Regions from separate parts of the Mus musculus genome. Here region 1 is linked to region 2. A link is a contact called in public Hi-C data. All regions are on one chromosome and are shown on one strand. Each heading gives the region's core, a stretch centred on a gene start, on an enhancer-like site or on the middle of the called end of the contact. The rest is flanking DNA. Distances are from core to core; before and after follow the strand shown. Region 1 overlaps Fhad1 (forkhead-associated (FHA) phosphopeptide binding domain 1). Region 2 holds the start of Tmem82 (transmembrane protein 82).

Region 1 (6,187 bases), core at 130-2,629, 360 kb after region 2:
CCCTGCCCCACCCAGATAATTCAGACACAGACACACAGACACACAGACATACACACACACACACACACACACACACACACACACACGCTTGCATGCATGCACGTACACTTGCAGGCACACATGTGTGCACACAACCACACCACTAGATGGCGCCCACAGCCCTGTGTTGGGCTTCCTGCTGACTCTGAAAAATGAAATTGCAGGGAAATGGATGGGCCTGGAAAATCTTATATTAAGTCAGAGAGCCTAGCCTGATCCCAGAAAGACAAACAGCATTTGCGATGGCTCATGTGTGGATTGTAGCTTCTAACATATATTATTCATAATTACCAATAATGACACCTTCTTTCTTTAACCTAACTCTAGCTTTTTTTTTTATCCCTACTGGGGACTTTCATATTTCTCTCCCTCCTTTGTTTAGAAGGTATAATACCTTCCTTATTTATTATTAACCTCCATATCTACTTTAAACTCTAACTAGGTAACTTCACTACCAATCCCTGTTACTATCCTAGTGTTTGCAGCGTGAGAAGCAGCTGCCAGGCAAACTTTCTCACACAGACGGGACGGACTGACTGTGTACAACATCTTTATCTCCTACAATGCTAAAAATTATCTTCCCATCACTAATACTCCTTCCACTAACTTGGCTATCAAAAAATGTAAAAATCTGAGCTAATATAACCTCATATAGCATTCTGGTAAGCCTTATTAGCCTATCATTATTATGACAAAAAGATAAACATAACTTAAACTTTTCAATTATATTCTCCTCAGACCCCTTATCCACCCCACTAATCATTCTCTTTTGTTTGTTTATTTGTTTTATTTTGTTTTTTCGAGACAGGGTTTCTCTGTGTTGCCCTGGCTGTCCTGGAACTCACTTTGTAGACCAGGCTGGCCCCGAACTCAGAAATCTGCCTGCCTCTGCCTCCCAAGTGCTGGGATTAAAGGCGTGCACCACCAATGCCCAGCCTCCCACTAATCATTCTTACAACTTGACTTTTACTCCTAATATTATTAGCCAGTCAAAAATCACATAAAGGAAAATAATTATATATCAAAACTCTATATTTCTCTATTAGTTAGCCTCCAAATTTTGCTTATCATTTTCTGCAACCAAATGAATTATATTTTATATTTTATTTGAAGCCACCCTTATTCCAACACACACACAGACACAGACACACAGACACACACGCACATATAGACACACTCTATTTTTGTGAGGGTCTGGGGAGGGAAAATGCCAGGAAACTAGGGAGGGGCCACGGGAGAGGAAAGCTTACTTCTAGGGGGAAATGAATTAGAGCTCAGTGAATGTTAACTTCATTCAAACCGCAAGCCCTGACTGGTTAGATCAGACCAATCACGGGAAGCCCTGCCTTCCTCATTAGGCTGTTCAAACTCACTTCCCCCGAGTGAACACGGGCAGTGTCTAGGATTGTTTCTTCACGGCTTTTATACTTTTAAAGATTTCCAGTGAGTTTGGGTTTTATTAGGGTCTTGATGCCTTTCACCTGTCGTTAATCCTTATTATGTACAGTTAAATTCCTTTACCTTTCGCCAGTTTCTATTATGTAAATTGAAATCTTCTAATAAAATTTTTAAATAATGAAAAAAAAAGCCTGTGTGTCTGTGTGTGTGATTGTGTGTTTGTGGTGTTTGTGTCTCTGTGTGTGTGAGTGTGTGTGTCTGTGTGAGTGTATGTGTGTACATATGTGTGTGAGTGTATGTATGTATGTGTGAACATATGTGTGTGAGTGTGTCTCTGTGTGTGTGTTTGTGTGTGTATATGTATGTGTGAACATATGTGTGTGAGTGTGTGTGTCTGTGTGTCTGTGTGTGTGTGTGTATGGATGTGTCCCCTCACCTTCCTTGGAGCCACACACCTGAATGTGTGGGTGGAGAAAGCTCCTCTCTTCCTGCTTACTGTAACTAAGATAGATGTTTCTAGGGGCTGCAGAGATTGCTCAGTGGGTAAGAGTGCTTGCTGCTCAAGCATGAGAATCTGAGCTCGGATCCCAGCACCCGCATAACAAACAAACGTGTCAGCACACAAGCCTGTAAGCCCAGCCCCATGGGGGTCAGAGACAGCGTGGTCTCCAGGGCTTGCTGGCTGCCAGCCTAGCTTCAGGCTCAGTGAGAGACCCTGTCTCAGGAACAGGACAGACACGGACAGGTGTGTATGCCCACTCATATGTGCAGGCATACACTACACACATTCAAAAATAAAACATAAAAACAAATAAACATTTCTAATTTCTAGCCTAAATCTTTCTGGCGCAGGACACCAAAGGCATTCTCTAAGGATGAGCTTGGGGGCCAGGCATGGGAAGGGATGCCACTAAGAGTTCAGGGCCATCAGACAGGAAATATTTCAATCAAGCACCCTGCCCTAAGGTCTCAAATCGCAGTTTTCAGCCTTCTTCACAGCCTTCATTACCTAAATAAATATCCAGATTGTCTGTCATTGGTGAAAACCCCGGGATGTTTATTGCCTGGTTTGGTTGTGTAATAAAACGGGTATTGGGTCATAAGGAAGTCAGCAGTGCTGGGAAGAAGGATCGCCTAGGGTAATCACCACCCTACTAACTAGCTCGGGCACGGAGGTAAGCGTGCTTTGGTGGCATGGTGGCAGATGGAAGAGCCTTGAGAGCAGATCGTTAGGTCCCTGCTTTCAGGGGACCCTCGACGACACATAAAGTAACCAGAGCCATTAATCAACCTGCTGTACAAATTATACTTCTGCCTGAGGGTTCTGCTGGCGATAAAATGGCTTAGAGACTAAAACAAGAGCTGCTTGGATTTAAACCTGCCACATCTTTGAGTTCAGACATGCTCTGACAAAATCCTAGACAATGACGGCTTCAGGAAGAGAGGGCTGTTTTTTTCTGGCTTTTTTTTTTATCTCACACTTTGAGGGTACAGTGCATCCTGGAAGCAGGAGCTTCAGTGAGCAGCTGGTGATGTCACATCTGCCATTAGGAAGCAGAGGGTGAAGAATGCCGGCTCGTGCTTGGCTCGCTTAGCCCTTTTCATTCAGTCTAGGAGGCCAGCATAGGGGATGGTGCTGCCCACAGTGAGACCAAGAGGCCAGCATAGGGGATGGTGCTACTCACAGTGAGTCCAGGAGGCCAGCATAGGGGATGGTGCTGCCCACAGTGAGGGCGGGTCTTCCTATCTAGATAGAACCTCACAGGCATGCCTGTTGTCCCTTGACCTCCACCTATGTGCTATAGTGTGAGCACATGCACACGCACACACACAAACACACACAGAGTCACATGTACACACAAATAAAAACTAAAACAAAACACCCCTTTCAATTATAACTGAATGTATAATAATTAAGTGTGGTTGTTCCTAAATTGTTCCTGAGTGAAGAAGTCACGCCCAGGTGTTACTAGATACTTGATCCAATACTCAAATTATGACCCGCTTTCATGGAGTCAGATAGGTGAACATCTATCCTAATTTGGTTCTCTCCTCTCTCTCTCTCTCTCTCTCTCTCTCTCTCTCTCTCTCTCTCTCTCTCTCTCTCCTCTTCCTCCTCCTCCTTCTCCTCTTCCTCCTCCTCCTCTCTCCCTCCCTCTCCCTTCCTTCCTCTCTCTCTCTCTGGGACAGGGATTTTCTGTGTAGTCCTGGAACTCACTCTGTAGACCAGGCTGGCTTTGAACTCAGAGATCTGCCCGCCTCTGCCTCCCGAGTGCTAGGATTAAAGGTATGCGCCATCACCACCCAGGCCCAGTTTGATTTCTTTTGATGTTATAAACACCGTGACCTAAAGCAACTAGGAGAGGAAAGGGTTTATTTCATTTTATAATTTATAGTCCATCATGAATTTAGGGCGGGAACTCCAGGCCGGAAGCTGGAGATAGGAGCTGATGCAGAGGCCATGGAGGAGTGCTGCTTCCTGGCTTGCTCTTCACGGCTTGCTCAACCTGCTTTCTAATAGAACCCAGGACCACCCAGCCCAGGGATGGCCCCACCACAGTGAACGGGGACCTCTCACATCAACCATTAATAGTTTATGTACAAGACCAACATGGCCACTCATTATTACTTTGAAATTATATGTGTGCAGGTGTGTATGCAGGTATACATGCACAGGTGTCATGTTTTGTGTGGGGGTTATTTTTAGGGAGGCATCAACCATATTTTTTGAGACAGGGTTTCTTCCTGGGACCTGGCTTGTCTCTTTGGATAGAGGACAGACTGGCTGACTGAGGAGCCCGATGGCCTCTACCCAACCAGTGCTGGCATTATAAGTATGCACCACCATGCTTTGCCTATTTTAAATATTTTTCATTAAAATTTTTTTGAATATTTCATACATGAGTACTGTATCCATATCATTTCTACCTCCTCCTTCCCCTTTGACTCTTCCTATGTCCCATCCCTCTCAAATTTATGACTTCTTTATTTTACATACATACACATATATATCATACATATGATTAACTATTGCCACATACACATATATGTTATATATACTATGAATTATTGTCATATAGATATACACCCGCATACACATACACATACATACACACAAACATACACACATATACAGATATACAGACACACATACACACATATATATATACACACAGACACACATATACACTCATACACATACATACAAATATACATACACACATATACAGATACACACACACAGACACACATAGACACACACACATATACACATACATTCAAACACACACAAATATACACACATACACACACATACAAACATACACACATACAAGCATACACACACATACAAGCATACACACACATACAAACACACACACATACACACGCTCATACACATATACACACATACAAACACACACACACACACTCATACACATATACACACATACAAACACACACACACATACACACACACTCATACACATACACACATATACACACATACAAACACACTCACATACACATATACACACACATACACACACTCATACACATACACACACATACAAACATACACACATACACATACACACACACATACAAACACACTCATACGCATACAAACATACACACATACACATATACACATACAAACACACACACACACATACAAACATACACACATATACATATACACACACATACAAACACACACACATACACACACTCATACACACACACATACAAACATACACACATAAACATATACACACATACAAACATACACGCATACACATATACTCACACACTCATACACATATACACAAATACATTCACACTCATACACATACACACACATACAAACATACACCCATACACCCATACACACACACTCATACACACACACACACACAACACACCCTGCTGACACTAAGAGTTGCTCACAGCAGGGCAGGTACGAATGTTCAGGGCTGACTTGGGATTAGATATCTGGAGGAGTTCACCCCTGGAAAAGACTGATTGTCCCGCCCACAGCAGCCACTGATTGCCTGTGGCTCTTCATCCAGGGGTGGGGCCTTGTGAGTCCCCACCCACTTTGCATGCCTTGTGTTTTCATAGGGAGGGATGGAACTCAGGTTCCTGCACTTGCAGAGCAAGTACTTTAGGAGCTGAGCCATCTCCTCGGCCCAATTGCTATCTTTATAAAACAGGAATTTGGATCTAGTTTCCAGAGAATAGAAGCTTTCTGGTAAATGGAGACCAAGTGGGGAACACATTTGATGACACTGCCCATGGTGAAGCCAGGGACCACCACAGTCTCTCGGGGTGGGGGGGGAGGTGTCAGAAGACTGTGACAGATCTAAAGAACATTCTCCAAGGCCCAACACATGCCGCACTGGGAAACAGGGCCTGTGATGGCCTTCTGTCCGTATGCTCTGTGACGTCCCAGATGCCCTCTTCCTATCTGTGCTCGGGCTCCACTCTGACTGTGGTGTTTCTACGCTTTGACGGGCTTGTCCCAGAGTCCTACCTGGCTTTTCATGCTCTCAATCTCCTTCTGCCTGAGATCGTCGCCTTCATCCACGCCCTGGAGCTTCGGGTCACACCTGTTACTCTGCCTGGCTGCGGCGACAGCGGCTGTCTCTGACAACCTTTGGCTCAGGTCGGCCACCTCAGCCTGCAGGTTCATGATCAGAGCGTCTTTATATTTGGACTCCATTTCAAAGTCAGAGAGCCGATTAACCTC
Region 2 (5,347 bases), core at 2,297-4,796:
ACCGTCTGGACCTGGCCCTGTAGGCTGAAGCGATGTTGCCACTGCTCCTCTGTGGGACGCGGTTGTCACTGTCTCAGCCGGCACCTTCTGGAGATCAGCTGGGGCCAGCCTGTTTCACTTCTCAGCTGCCTTCCCCGGGGATCTTGTCAGCTTCCCTGACTGCCTTCCCACAGCCCTGCTTCTGTCTCTGGGCACCTACAGGACTTCTTACCCACCCTTAAGTTTCCCCCTGGTTGAGGACAGAGCCCTGCCAGTCGATGGCAGGAATCTAAGGTTCTCCCCCTTTCTGCCTGTCAGTTTGAATCATCCGCAGCTCAGTTGGCTTCTGCCAGTCTCTCTCTTGTTCCATCCTGGTCCCAGCCACCTTCCCCTCTTGCCGAAGCTCACTCATCAAGGCGCCTGAGTTTTGTTCCCGACCAAGCTCTACTGACCATCTAAAGCGACCTAAACACACCAATAAGATGACACCATCCCTCTGCTTTTAGAGAACTCTAATGGAAGTCTTGTTTTCCACAGTCAAACTTGACTTGGTCCCGTCTCTCCATCCTCATCCGATCTGTGTTCCCCTTCCTTAGAAAGACAGCAGTCCTGGTTCCTCATTTCGTACACAGAGACTGCCAAGTCTATCCCTGCCTCAGGGTCTTCACAGCTACTGTTCTTACCGCTTGGACCACCCTTCCCTGCTCCTCCACTTGCGACTAACTCCCATTCTGCAGCCAGGTGCCTCTTCCTAGTGGCCAGATCTGACCAGCCACTCTCTCCTGCATAGGACCCTGCCCAGCTTGGTTGGCCAGGGCTCTGGAACGGGCCTTTCTGAATTTATAGCCAGCCTTGACTATAATCCCTATGGTCCTTGGGGGGACAACCCTAAACCACACGCAGTGGTGCATGGCCACACCTTCACTCTGTGCTTTGACCCACAATCCCTTTCACCTTACCTAGTCCTCAAGACCAACCCAGGTACCAGGTCTTCAGGGTTCCTATGTGATGGGTTCCTATATGACATCACTGCTCTAAGAAGCCCATGGTAGAGTCTAAGTCCTGTCCCCGGACTGGATGGCTGGGATGACAAGGGGAGTGTGGGCAATGGAAGGGACCCCAGTTCTGGGGCTCTCACCCTGCATGTAGATGACCAACAGTGTGTAACAGATGGTGAGCGGGGTCCAGAATCGCACGGCCTCTGAGGAGCTCAGGAAGTCCTTGTTGATGAGAGCCACTGCCGCCAGATCACTCACAGCAAAGGCCACTGTCAGAGTGCGGCTCAGGAGCCTGGGCATGCCGTGCTGGCTGGCCAGCAGGCCCAAGCAGACCCCACAGTAGCGCTGGCTGCTGTGCAGTTCATAGAGGCTGCAGATGTGGCGGGTTAGGCGCCGGGCACCCAGGGCAAGGAGTACAGCCAGCCCCAGGCTCAGCAGCAGGTTCAGGGAGCGGTGTGGGGCACCTTCCTGGAGGAAGCTCAGGCCACAGCTTAGCCCACAGCCCAGGGAGAACTGACACACCAGGAAAAGCTGGAGCCTTTCCTTGTTCCCGGAACCCTGCAGGGGAAGAGAGCCCAGCGTAGGCCACATGGCGGGAGGCTGGCATCAGGAGGGTGGTTTCTCTTGTTCATCCGGTTGGCTAGAGGGTGATGGGTCTGGGCCTTGAAGACCCGACTTCACAGGCAAACCGTGTGCTCCTTTGAGCGTCAGTTGCCACACTGGTGGAGATCCAAGAAGACCCTTAATTATTACAGCTGTCCGGACAAAATGGGCCAAAGCCCTCAAAGGAACTTAGCCAGGGCCGGTCAAAAAGCTCAGCAGAACAAGCCTTTTGTTTTTGGATCTCATGTGTTCCAGGCTAGCCCCAGACCCAATAGTCAAGGATGGCCCTGAACTTCTCATCCTTCAGGCAAGGTTGTCACCAGGCCTGGGTTTACACGGTGCAGGGGATCAAATCCAGGGCTTTGTGTGAGCATGCCAGGCAAGCACTCTACCAACTGATCCACACTCCCAGCTCACAGAACCGACATTTACACGGGTGTGATTGTGTGTGTGTGTGTGTGTGTGTGTGTGTGTGTGTGTGTGTGTGTGTGTTGGGTCTGTCTCGTACTGCCAGGCAACAAACTAAAATCTATGGTTTCCATCTGAAAGTGGGGGTGGGGTCACTAGGCTCTATTTCCCAATCCAGAGGATGAAAGTGGCCCAGAGTGGCCCCACGCTGTCGTCTCACCTTGCCCAGAGACAGCAGAGTGGACACAGCCCGGAGCGAGAACTCCAAGACGACGAGGGCGGCTACCCGGGACCCTATCAAGGTCAGGAACAGGGTCAGACCAGCCAGATGCAGCATCTCCAACGAGGCCCATTGCGCGCTCAGCCGCTGCTTTTGGGGCTGCCGCTGGGGGTCACTGTGGGGGCAGAATGGGTGCCGGCTGAAAGACAGGATCACGGGGTCCTGTCCCGTGGGAGAGTTGCCAGGGCTCCAGCTCAACTCTCTCGGCTCTCTCCAAGAGAGACCAGACTCCGCTCAGGGACCAACTGCCTGGGCAAGGTGGGTGGGACCGACGTGGACACTCACTTGACACAGGCCACGAAGAAATAAACTTTCAGGAGACTGTTGAGAACCGAGACTCCAAGGGCCCCGATCAAGCCTGAGCCAGACAAAGGAGAGGGTGAAGGGGGGGGGGCGTTAGTGTTGTCGGGGAGGAGGCAGGGTGAGCTCAGGGGGCAGCCAGGAGCCGAGACCCCCACGTGGATGTGGGGCCCACCTTGCACTCCGCCCACCCGCGGGAGGGACGTGGCGGGGAGGGGCAGGTGTGCATCCCAGAGGCGCTCACCTTGCAGAAGGCTGTCGAAGAGACTGGAACCCCACTCAAAGGAAGGGAGGCTGGGGAGCCAGGAGGAGAGGGAAGGCAGGGAGAACATGGCAGCCTCCAGGAACCCTCAGCCTCCGACCGGGTCCGCGCTGGGACAAACCCAATGATATCACTGGTCAAAGGTGTCTCTAGAGGACAGGGGAGGGACTAGGAAAGGGTCAAAGGCCTGGGGGCGGGGCCGGGGAGACAGCTGCCTTAGATCTTCCAGGTTGCTGGATTCAGTGGCACTGTCAGCTCGCAGCTGCTGGTGGCTTCCCATTCAGGTCTCAAGGGCAAAGCAGTTAACTGGTTCTGGTCTGTCCCCGCTAGACTTCAAGGCCACCATGCCTTCCGGAAGTCCCTCTTCGGCCAGCTCACCTGGCCTTCCCCCTCTCAGGTGTGGCCCGCACTCAACCTGAAGTGTGACTTGGCCCTCTCAAGTTCCCAAAGCAGAGCTGCTCCCCGCAGCGCTCTGTCTCTTCGGGCTTCTGAAAATTAGTAGTTTAGCTTCTACAAGCCACAGGGAAAGAAGGGTTTGGAATCCCCTTAAGACTTAGGTTGAAGCTGGGCGTGGTGGCGCACACCTTTAATCCCAGCACTCGGGAGGCAGAGGCAGGCGGATTTCTGAGTTCGAGGCCAGCCTGGTCTACAGAGTGAGTTCCAGGATAGCCAGGGCTACACAAAGAAACCCTGTCTCGAAAAAAAAAAAAAAAAAAAAAAGACTCCGGTTGAGCGCAGTCTTTCTTGGGGTCATACTGTTCTCCTTCCGTCCACTAGGTGGCAGGCTTCACCTGGGCGGGCGGGCACTGCTTTTTGGGTCCTTCCTAGAAATAAAAGGCTTGAGATTGAGGGTTTGGGGCGGGGCGGGGCGGGGCAGGGACAGGGAAGCAGAGGGCAATTGCCAAAGTTTACAAAATATAAAACTTTATTGGAGTGTTCAGGAGTGTTCATCTGGAGTAATTTTTCTCACTTGGGAAGTGGTTGGGGAAGGTGGTTGAGGCTACCTGGCCAAGAGCGAGTGTCCACTTTCATAGGAGAAAGGCCACTGGGTGCCTTACACACCTGTCCCTGTGGTGGAGCGTGCCTGCAGTCTGGAGAGAGGGCTCGGAGTGTGTCGTTGGCCCTGCAGTGGCTCTGCTCCGTGACCCACATGGACAGGCACCCTCTTTCCTAGGCCTGAGCTCCCCCGGACGTACACAAACAGGAAGCCTGGACTCAAGCGCTCTAAGACTGCTGCTGACGCCCTAATCCAGCCCCTCAGGGACTGTAGAGGGAGGCCGTGGTAGCTCCCTCGGTAATATGCAGTCCCTGTGTGGGTCCTATTCAACAGAACTGGGTCTCCATCTCCCTGTCCTCCTCCTCCTCCTCTTCCTCCTCCTCCTCTTCCTCCCTTTCCTCCCTCCCCAACCCCCTTCTCCCCTCCTCTCCCTCTCTCTCCTCTCTGGCTCTCATGGAATCCAGGCTGACCTCAGACTTGCTATGGAGCCGAGGATGACTCCGAACTCCAGATCCTCCTGCCTCTGCCTCCCCAGGGCTGAGAATACAGGCAGGGGCCATCATGCCCAGTTCATTTGGATCCTGGGGGGCCTCGTGGGCATCAGGTGGGCAGTCTGCCGACTGATCTATGTCCCCAGCCTGAGGAAAGCTGATTTTACTCAGATTCAGAGAAGACCAAAGGAAGCTGCTCATTTTAAAGTCAAGGAAAGAGGTCTCAGGAGAAGTCAGCCTTGGGCTGTGGTGTGGACCACGGGCAGATCACGTGACCAGCATGCCCAGGCCCTGGCTCTACCACAGCACCACAGATAACTGAAATAAAAGAGAGACGCCAACACCGCCAATACCTTCCTGCGCTTCCAGCTTCAGAAGGTAGGAAAACAGGGTTGTTTGTTTTGCTAAGCCATTGAGGCAGCTTCAGAACTTGGTTTGATAACTAGCTTTGGCCAACCAGACTCTGGGGACACCAAGGACTCCCTGGTGGCACAAGGGTCTCACATGCAGTGGCCTCTGAGGGACACGAAGCCCAGTAGTCCTGATGTAGCCTTGTCTTCGTTGAGAGCATGGTATGGGGGTAGGCAGAGTTGAACTCCAGTCCTGGCTCTGTCATGGCAAACATATGTGGCTCCAGCCAGAGACATGGCTCCCCTCAGCCTCAGTTTCCCCATGCTGAGAGAGGCTCATGTGGTCACACAGTGGGTGGAGGACTGAGGAGCCAGTGCAGCTGAGTGGCTCCCCTAATGGGAATCTTTAAATGTAGGCATTGCTGTGGCCATGAGCTAAGGCATGGTAACCCAGGGGAGAGAAGGGAAATAAAGAGGTGGTGACATGGGGCACACTGGTCCTGGGGCTCAATGGATCCCAGTTGTCCATTGTTCCTTGCCTTCTCCTCCTGGCTTGTGGCAGGGCCTGACTCAAGCTAGCTCTGGGCAGCCAGTCTTACACTGACAGGCCATCACCTCTACCAGATGGCAGGCTTGGTGGTGGGATGAGGGTTGAGTCTAGGTGCCCTGGTGCTGGGCC

What was found. Hi-C and Micro-C count contacts between places; a contact is called where the count stands out from the background.
Region 1: a Hi-C map of bone marrow-derived macrophages shows a contact between it and region 2, with 2.4 times the contacts expected there. The contact joins the enhancer-like site here to the promoter of Tmem82 in region 2. A contact is called at or near these places in 7 of 484 Hi-C or Micro-C datasets (B cells, the Ba/F3 cell line, bone marrow-derived macrophages and 4 more), 2 of 115 datasets of contacts at active chromatin or transcription factors (fetal liver and pancreatic cancer cells) and 1 of 9 other capture datasets (embryonic stem cells).

Annotation. Positions count from the first base shown.
Region 1 is chr4:141,976,177-141,982,363 of GRCm38.p6, forward strand. Fhad1 (forkhead-associated (FHA) phosphopeptide binding domain 1) reads right to left here. Exons shown (of 32, transcript NM_177868.4): 5 at 5,972-6,187. Among named protein-coding and RNA genes, the nearest start is that of Fhad1os1, 3.7 kb to the right of the region's middle. Within about 2 kb of position 1,380, at least 22 of the 459 cell types and tissues checked have an H3K27ac peak or open chromatin away from gene starts, as enhancers often do. A contact at or near this core is called in bone marrow-derived macrophages, where this site is marked.
Region 2 is chr4:141,615,087-141,620,433 of GRCm38.p6, forward strand. Tmem82 (transmembrane protein 82) reads right to left here and starts at 3,547. Exons shown (of 6, transcript NM_145987.2): 1 at 2,813-3,547; 2 at 2,554-2,626; 3 at 2,209-2,383; 4 at 1,118-1,535; 5 at 1-49. The coding sequence starts at 2,900. Slc25a34 (solute carrier family 25, member 34) reads right to left here. Exons shown (of 5, transcript NM_001013780.1): 5 at 3,738-5,347. The coding sequence ends at 5,326. AI507597 (expressed sequence AI507597) reads left to right here. Exons shown (of 3, transcript NR_033566.1): 3 at 1-518.